2 separate regions of the Sus scrofa genome follow, and region 1 is linked to region 2. The links are chromatin contacts, called in public HiChIP or PLAC-seq maps. All regions are on one chromosome and are shown on one strand. Each heading gives the region's core, a stretch centred on a gene start, on an enhancer-like site or on the middle of the called end of the contact. The rest is flanking DNA. Distances are from core to core; before and after follow the strand shown.

The links. HiChIP or PLAC-seq counts read pairs in DNA pulled down with a chosen protein or histone mark.
Region 1: a contact with region 2 is called in an H3K27ac HiChIP or PLAC-seq map of alveolar macrophages. The contact joins the enhancer-like site here to the promoter of NUF2 in region 2. A contact is called at or near these places in 1 of 5 promoter capture datasets (liver), 6 of 47 Hi-C or Micro-C datasets (alveolar macrophages, embryonic fibroblasts, fibroblasts and 1 more) and 1 of 2 datasets of contacts at active chromatin or transcription factors (alveolar macrophages).

The regions. Positions count from the first base shown.
Region 1 is chr4:87,327,232-87,331,649 of Sscrofa11.1, reverse strand. The region is part of intron 3 of RGS5 (regulator of G protein signaling 5); the gene reads right to left. Among named protein-coding and RNA genes, the nearest start is that of RGS5, 42 kb to the right of the region's middle. Within about 2 kb of position 2,144, at least 3 of the 83 cell types and tissues checked have an H3K27ac peak or open chromatin away from gene starts, as enhancers often do. A contact at or near this core is called in alveolar macrophages, where this site is marked.
Region 2 is chr4:87,191,743-87,196,094 of Sscrofa11.1, reverse strand. NUF2 (kinetochore protein Nuf2) reads left to right here and starts at 1,902. Exons shown (of 14, transcript XM_005655379.3): 1 at 1,902-2,039. It overlaps LOC100518120 (a long non-coding RNA gene), which reads right to left and starts at 1,789. Exons shown (of 2, transcript XR_001303421.2): 1 at 1,583-1,789.

The DNA.
Region 1 (4,418 bases), core at 895-3,394, 140 kb before region 2:
TGTTTAAAGCTGTCCTTTCTCTCATCTGGATTTTGAATAGTCTCTCAAAGAGTCCCTTCCTAGGACCCTCTAATGCCACTCTCCTCCTTAACCTCTGGTTTTCTACTGTTCCATTCCTCAGAGATGCTCTCTGCTGAGTTCCCATTACCCTTTAGAAAGTCCTCTTGGGTCAGAGTCAAATCTACTCCAGGCCAAATGTCTCTGTCCTGCGAGGAACCTACACATCTTCTTTGCCTGATACCTTCCCCTGTCCACTCCACATCCTGGTAGAGGCGAGCTCCCAGGACAAAGTCCTGGTAAATCCCTACATCCTTCCTTGCCAAGTCTGCACAGAGCCTCGATATACCTCTCAACACACCTCTGCAGGCATCCACTGCCTAGGAAGCAGGTGAAACCCATCCGATCCTCTGATCTGGTGAGAATACTCTGAGGTGTGACCTACACTATAATCGCTAATGCGTGAGGTCACTTTTGACATCATGTGAAATAAAGTAGCAGCAGCCCTGCCGGAGAACAGAGTGAAATCACCTGTAAAACCACTTTAAAAATAAAAGGGATATAAGACAAATCCAAGTCAGATTGGTATAAAGGCATAATGTTGAAAAGTAGATTAGCACAAACCTCTTCTGGGAGAAACATAGTGAAACAATATTGATCGCTGATAAGTTTCATTACAGAATTTACAGTTTCAAGGCATGGGCTCTTGAGTTAAGATTACCTGGGGGTGGATCCTCACATCCCACATTACTGCAGTCACTTAGGCAAGTAATCTAACCTCTCCAGGCCTCAGTCTGCCACATCTGTTCAATGGGGGTACTAATGGAACCTACCTGACAGGGTTGTTATAAGGGTTACATAATTCATGTAAAGCTCTTATATAGAGTTGAACCATGAATGCTGACTTTCATCAGCATTACTCATACCCACTTTGAAATTAATCTTTATCATCATACCAAACCCAATTCAAATGTTGCCTCATATACAAGGCGGTATTTTCCTAGTACCTGCAACTTGCTGTTGAGGACTATTATCATTCTGAGGGGAACTCACTTTTCTCAGGTTTTTTTGTTGGGATTGTTGGCTTTTATGGCTGTCTTTCCCTGGAGGCTGTTAATTCTTTGACTTTGAGGTTTGACTTCAAGTTTTTACTGATCTTTGACCTTCTTTCAAAATCATCTCATCTTCCCTTGGGGGGTAGGGGGATGCACTGGGGGTTTGAGATGGAAATGCTATAAAATTTGGTTGTGATGATTGTTGTACACTATAAATGTAATAAAATTCATTAAGTAATAAAAAAATCATCCCACCTTCTAGTATAAATCTGTGAGCCTAACATTTAATAGAGGTTCAAATGGAGTTAAATAAAATCCATTAAAATAAACAATTCCTGGAGTTCCCACTGTGGCACAATGGGATCAGCCGCGTCTTGGGAACACTGGGACACAGGTTTGATCCCCAGCCCACCACAGTGGGTTAAGGATCCGGTGTTGAAAGAGCTGCGGCTCAGATCTGATTCCCTGCCCTGAGAACTCCATATGCCATGTGGTGGCTAAAAAGGAGAAAAGAGAAGAGAAGAAAAGAAAAGAGTTCTTACCAAGTTACAAAACTGAAAAACACAAAAATTAAAGAAAAATAAGAGTTCCCATTGTAGTGCAGTGGAAATGAATTCAACCAGTATCCATGAGGACTTGGGTTCAATCTCTGGCCTTGTTCAGTGGATTAAGGATCTGGCATTGCCATGAGCTGTGGTTTAGGTCACAGACACAGCTCGGATCCTATGTTGCAATGGCTATAGCATAGGCTGGCAGCCACAGCTCTGATTCAGCCTCTAGCCTGGGAGCTTCCATATGCCATGGATGAGAACTTAAAAAGCAAAAAGAAAACAAAAAAGAAAGAAGAAAAAGAAATTTACTGATTTACTGATTTTGCTATTGCTGTAGTATTTTATTTCACGGGCAAATTAACCTCTCTGTGTCTCAATTTCCTTTTCTGAAAAATATGGACTGTTATTGTACCTAAGTCTTAAAATCATTGCAGTCATTAAACTAAATATGTGCAAAGTGCATATATTATTGTAATGCCATGTAAGCTATGAATATGATGTAAGCTATTGCTTTTATTAGTATAGCTGTTTCTAGAAGGGAAATTGTGGTTACCAGTGAGTAAGATGATGATAAAGATGAGCCAGGAAAGAGAAGGGGGAAGATAGGAAACCAAAAAAAGAGAAGCAGAAGGAGAATGCAAAGTTAGAAACAAAAAGAGGAGCCCAGATCCAGGCTTTCCCTCCCCCATGCAGGAACCCATATCCCAGGGGAGTCTCAAGGAAATGTTCTGACCTTTTGGAGCTCCTGGGGCAAAGAGATTCACATAAAAACATTGCTGCAGCTGGGCTGTATTTCATTCTTCCTCTGCTCTTAGAGACAGTCACATGGAGGAGTTTAATGTCACCATCTTATTTAAACTCCCACATGCAATCTGTTTTGTGTTTAAAAAGCAACATACCAGTTATGTGCCCCATGGACCTACCAAAAGAAAACAGATGGTGCCACGTATAAAGCTGAAGACAAAGCGTAAGAAATTGATGTTCTTTCAGAACAGAGTCAAATACACTGGGTGATTCAAAATGATTTTTAATATGTTATTAGGGAATACCTATTAGGTGTTAACAGGTTGAATAGATTATTATTGTGTAATAAGATACAATAGAATATAATACGCATAAATAATACATGAATCACTATTCCATACATCTGAAACTAACACAATATTGTAAATCGACTATTCTTCAATTTAAAAAAAGATTTTTAAAAAATGAGGAAAGAAAAAGGAGTCATGTTATTTGGGAAATAAACGATTGAGTAGCAGCTTAACGGTCTTATTTTTCCAGAGGTTTGGTGCCAATTGATATCATTTCCACTAAAGAAAATGTATGAAAATGTGTATTTAAGGAATGCTTGGGGAACTGTATCAATTTAAGGAACTCTTAAGAAACTGTATCCTGCATTAGCACAAGAGAATGCCAAATGTTTCTCATAAATCAACAAGATGCTGCTCCTTGAGGTTAAGATGTTCAATTTATCAATTCAAACATATAAGAAGGGACCGTGAAGTTTTACATGCATGTTTTTCAAATTTATCTTTCTTCATTACCTGTTTTGCACCAATCCCAGCTAATGTCAGAACTATAATAATTCTGACTAAAGATGGCTAATTTTAGCCGATTCAAATAAGAATATCACATTAAGAACTGACTTGCCATAGTCTGGCTTAAAGTTATTCATGATGTGTTAAACCTGGTATTTGAAAAAATTGTTTCTTCAGGTTGACAGTGTTGGAGTAGAACTACATGGACATGTCTGTCATTCCACTAGCCCATCTCTAGGCACAGCCTGACAGAGAGAAGCAGAGATAAAATGGGAATGGAGAGACAAGCAGGGAGAGTCATAGAAGCAGACAGAAGTAGAGGGAGAAATGGAAAGTCAGAAGAGAGAGACAAAGACACAGAACAGAGAAAGGGAGAACAGAGGAAAGGAGAGGCTGTCTTATTTGCTAATGGTATCAACTCCCATAGGGCATGGCTCTCCTTTGTTTCCATGAGAGCTCTATATCCCTACCAGAAAGTCTCTTTTTTTTATTCAGGCTAGTTTGAATAGACACCCTTTCACAGAATTTTGACTAGAACAGATATCAAATGTTTTTCTATTTATTGCTTAGGGAAATTGCCCATCTGAAAAATATTTATTACTTAAGAGGAAAATTATGTGGAACTTAAGATTACATATACATACACACAGACACACATACCAGTGTATATATATTTAAAAAGTGTATATATATTTTAAAATTGTATATATATTTTAAAATTATATATAGTTACATATAATTTATATTATAATTTTAAAATGTCTAAATAAAATAGTGGGAATACCATATGTATATATTCACAAAAACATGCCATATATTTCCAATCTAAAAAGCAGAAAATATTACTGTGAAAAATCTCAAGCCACAAGCTCACACCTCTGTTTACAAGATAGAAGGTTTCAGTCCCTCAACAAATGCTAAGGTGTTGATACTAACTGCCTCTGGCTTAAATTCTACCTCTCTCCTTCTTATCCCAATAGCTGTCTATCTCTTAAAAGCCTGAAACATATAAAGCCTGTGTGGCTCTAAGGATTAGTATGACTGAAAAGCACTGTATACAGGCACATAAATATATTCTTCTGCTTAATGGTTTTAAAAGCATAGAAAATATTTCTGCTAATCTTCAGATGTGTTGAGTGTAACAATAAATACTTGTGCCCAGGGTACTTAGAATTCATAATATATAATACGTTATCTATCAGGTTGCTATTGGCCCTAAAACCTTCTGTGTAACACAATAAATAAGTCAATAAACACAAATATTTTTTCTCCTT
Region 2 (4,352 bases), core at 653-3,152:
CATGACACTCTATAAGCCAGATATTATCACTATTTTAAGGATGCAGAAACCATTTTAGTTAGGTTAAACAACTTACCTGAGTCCATACAGATAGTAAGCAGTGTGATGAGATATTTAAACCTAGTTCTTTCTGACTTAAGAGCTGAGCTCTCAGCCACTATGCTATCTATTGCCCTTTTCCCTGCCTCTGAAAAGATGTGGCCTGTGGAGTATGTGCATGCACAAATAATCAGTTTGATTTGGTAAGTGCCAATGAGAAAGGCTTTTTTCTCTCCTTTCTTCACTGACTCTCACTATTTAAAAAAAATCTATTTCCTAGCTCACTTTTATAGAAAGGAAAAACCCCTAAACTACTGAATATGCAATGTATTTTTTTTCAAATTGGTATGCATTTCCATATTAACAGGTATAGCCTTCACCCTCCAAATCAAAGTACCAGAATTTGCATCTACTTCCAATGCAATCTTTCCAGCATTATTTTTCACTTGAGGCAATTCAGACTTCCCATCCAATACATCACTGTCTCTAGATATTACCATAGCCTGTGGTCAGACACAAGTCTTATTATGGCCTCTACTGTCCCAAGCCATAAGAAAACCAAATGGCTTTTCCCTCTGACAACTAGGCCAGTAGTTGCTGCAAGACCCTTATTTGTGATCATGTATGAACTCCCTCTCATTCGAGCATTATTATCTGAAGAATCCAACTCAGAGACATCCAAGTTTGGCTAATAGTTCAGTGTTGGGAAACACCAGGAGTCCCTGGCTCCTGTGGAGGGATGAATGAAGGGAGGGAGAAGCACCAGGAGATTTGGGTTCTACCCTAGACAGTGTCACTTACCGTACAAGTGGAAACGAATCACTTCTAAGCCTGTGAAAGTGAACTAACCTAACCAAGTGCACTGCTAGGTTGCTCTCATCTCTTGAAGTTGTACCTACAAACACAATCAAATGATCTGTGTTCAAATCCTGATTATGCTACTTATGAACTACTGCGTACAGCTTTGGGCCAAGTGCATAATCTCCTTGATTTAATCACTCATTTGATGACAGTATCTACTAACCACTTTTCCTTATTAATTTTTTTTTTTCCTCACCCGCACATGCGTAAGATCCCCGGCCAGGGATCAAACCTGTGCCGCAACAGTGACAACGCCAGATCCTTAACCAGCTGAACCACCAGGGAGCACCCCTTTCCCTTTTTTTTTTTTCCCCTCTCATTTTTTTTAGGGCCGCACCTGCGGCATATGTAAATTCTCAGGGGTCTAATCGGAACTGCTGCAGGCCAACCACAGCAACGCCAGATCCGCCAGATCCTAGCCGCATCTGCGACCTACACACTACAGCGCGAGTAAATGCCAGATACTTTAAGACACTGCGTGAGGCCAGGGCTCGAACCCGCATCCTCATGTATACTAGCGGGTTTTTAACCAGCTGAGCCGCAACGGGAACTCCTCCTTTTCCCTTTCTAATGAAGCCTAAATTAGATAATACCTATAAGCATCCAACACAAAACCTGGAGCCTCATAATTAATGATCAAAAAATATCGATATCATTATTACTCTGAGACTCTATGACTTACCCTGCTCCATTGAAAGCCCCACGTCCTCTTTCCCTTGTCACCTTAAGCTTAGCACACGTCTCCAGAAATCCTCCATTCGCTCTTGCTCTTCGCCTGGAACCCCGACAGTTTTCAAAAGTTTCGGGGACTCCATAGCAACCTCGGACTCCTCCAAACCACTGCGCTCCCACTGCTTACGAACTCGAGGTCCGACTAGGCACCAACTCCGCGAAAAATAGTTCCGGGTGGAACCCGGCGTCCTCTCGCAGTTCCAGCCCCAGCCGCCTTGAGTCTATTGAGCCCAACCGGCACCCGGCGCGGCTAGAGAGCAGGAAGTGGGCGGGGCGGAACGGGGAGGGACTTACAGGAAGAGGCGGCATGTTTGAAAAGTAACAACGGTTGATGTTTGCAGATTTTTGGCTTCGCTTGTAACTGCTCCACGGACTCGCCGTCTTCCTGTGGGCGGCTGGTGCGGCAGGTGAGCGCTAACAGACACGCGCGGGAGGAGAAAGGGAGACTAAGTGCGCCCTCTCGCTCTGGAGCCACCGGCCGGAGTCAGAACGCGGGGCCTGGCAGTGTTTTCGTTGGGCGCGGCGCGGGCGGGGGAGGCTAGAGAAGACAGGTCATTTTTTTGGATTTTAGTCCCCCAAACTAGCTCATTTCCTACCAAACGGATGGGTGTTGTCTGATACAGCATAAACTACGGAGAAGAAACTTGAACTGAAGCTGGTCAGTTGAAGCTTGCATTTATATGTTTTAAACCCATTTCTTTAAAAGGTGATGGGGTTGCAGATGTTGGTCAACTTTCTGCAAACCTCCGTTGCTCAAACGTCGCTTAACCAAAGTCAAAATCAGGAATCAAAAGGCAAAAATATACTTCATCCGAAAGTTAGAGGAAGAGAGCAGTGTACATATGCCATGCATGTATAGCATGATTATTCTTCCTGAATGAGTTCAGGAAACTTTACCTTATTGAGGTTAGGAGTCATTGTTTTTGTTTATTCTCTGCTTCCTGGGATTTTGATTTCCACGATCTAATTTATTTTAGCAAAACAATGTGTTTGAAATTTAACTGGTATTCATTCAAAACCTACTGTGCACAGGACTTCGGTGTTGCAAATAAATGAGAAACTGAGGGGTAACGAATGTAAAATGCCTGTTACTTGGCAGGCGGCCTGAGGATCACTTTACATTTATTAGGTCATTTATATATCTTTATCTAACCAAAGTGCCTCTCTCCTCCATTTTCCCCCTCTCTTCTCCTGTGTTTTTTTTTTTTTTTTTCCTCCCTCCCCCAAGAATGGATTGGAACTTCCCTTGATTCAACCTGTCAAAAGAAGCTAGAAATTGGATATGAAAGGTGGTTCCAAGAGGAAACATTGGAAGTTTGGGAAACGTCCTGGAGGAGACTAACTTGGAACAGAAAATTCATTAGGTTATTAAATTGTGGAAGGTTTTAGAAACCAAGCAGAAACATGTGAATTTGATGTGGCGAATAGGGCGAGTAATTATTTTTGTAAAGATGTTACATGATGCAGTGGTATTCTATATGGATTAATCTGAGAGGGTGTGAAGATTTTAGAAGAGAGGGATGTGCAATAATAATTTTGAAGATATTTTACACCTCTTTAATGTGATCATCTCTGATCCAGATATAGTATGTTTTGGAAAATTAACTTTCTGCCGCCTTTCTTTGGGCAAGGCTTTTTATCATTGATTTTTAAATCTCTCACCTAGATGAAAATGTAGATACGCATATTTATGCTGAAAAGGACATATAATATATGAGGTGTCAGAATCTGGGTTCAAAAAGATTGTGGCTATAGAAGGAAAACTTGGAATTATGAATTCAATAATAGGAAATGCAAGTCCTTGCTTAGGATTCAAGTAATCAGTTATGTAAGAAGAATATGGAGAAGTCTTGGCTTGACATCAGTGAGCTATGCTGAAGAAGTTCTGGGAGTTTTCACTCCATCATATATGTTTGTCAATAGCACTTGATCAACAGTGACTGTTGCCAGCTGTACTGATATTTTTCCCTGAACAGACTATATTCAGAGTATTGTGTTCAATCTGAGCATTACATTTTAAGAAGACATTAACAGACTAGTTCTGGAGGAAAATGAGTAGAATGGTAAAATTTCTGAAACAAAGTCATAAAAGGAGTGGTTATTCTTAAATTATGCTTACCTTAGACAAGAGAAGGCTAAGCAGAGATGATAGCTTCCTTCACATTTTTGAAAGTGGAATCATGTAAACAGATTAGTATATTTTACATTTTTGCTGTGACTAGAAATAAGACCAGTAGGTAACACTTACAATAAACAGAAAGAAAATTCTATCTAGTATGAGAAAGAGTTATCTGATTATTATAGCTATACTAAGGTGGAAAAAACTTTTGCCTTGAGACAGCAAATGCTGTTTTCAAGTGTTCAAGCAGAACTGGGAAGCTGTTTGTTAATCATATTTTAGAATGGTATCCTATATTTGTCAGAGGTTAAGCAGGGTGCCAAAGCTGCTTTCTAACCCTGACATTCTAAGAAACACTCGGAGCCTAAAGAAATAGATTTCCAGAATTGTGGGTCATTTCAGTTTGTTTGCAAAATTGAATATCTTCACATTGGATCTCTGGGAACAGCTGATTCTCTAGAGAATAGGGGATTCATAGGTAATTAACCAAGTATTGTTAGCTAAGAGACAGTTGCTTCTATTGCTGCTGCTTCTGCTACTACTATGATTGCTATTCTGTTAGGCACAGCTAGAGATGTGAAGAAAATGAAAGTTTTCTTAG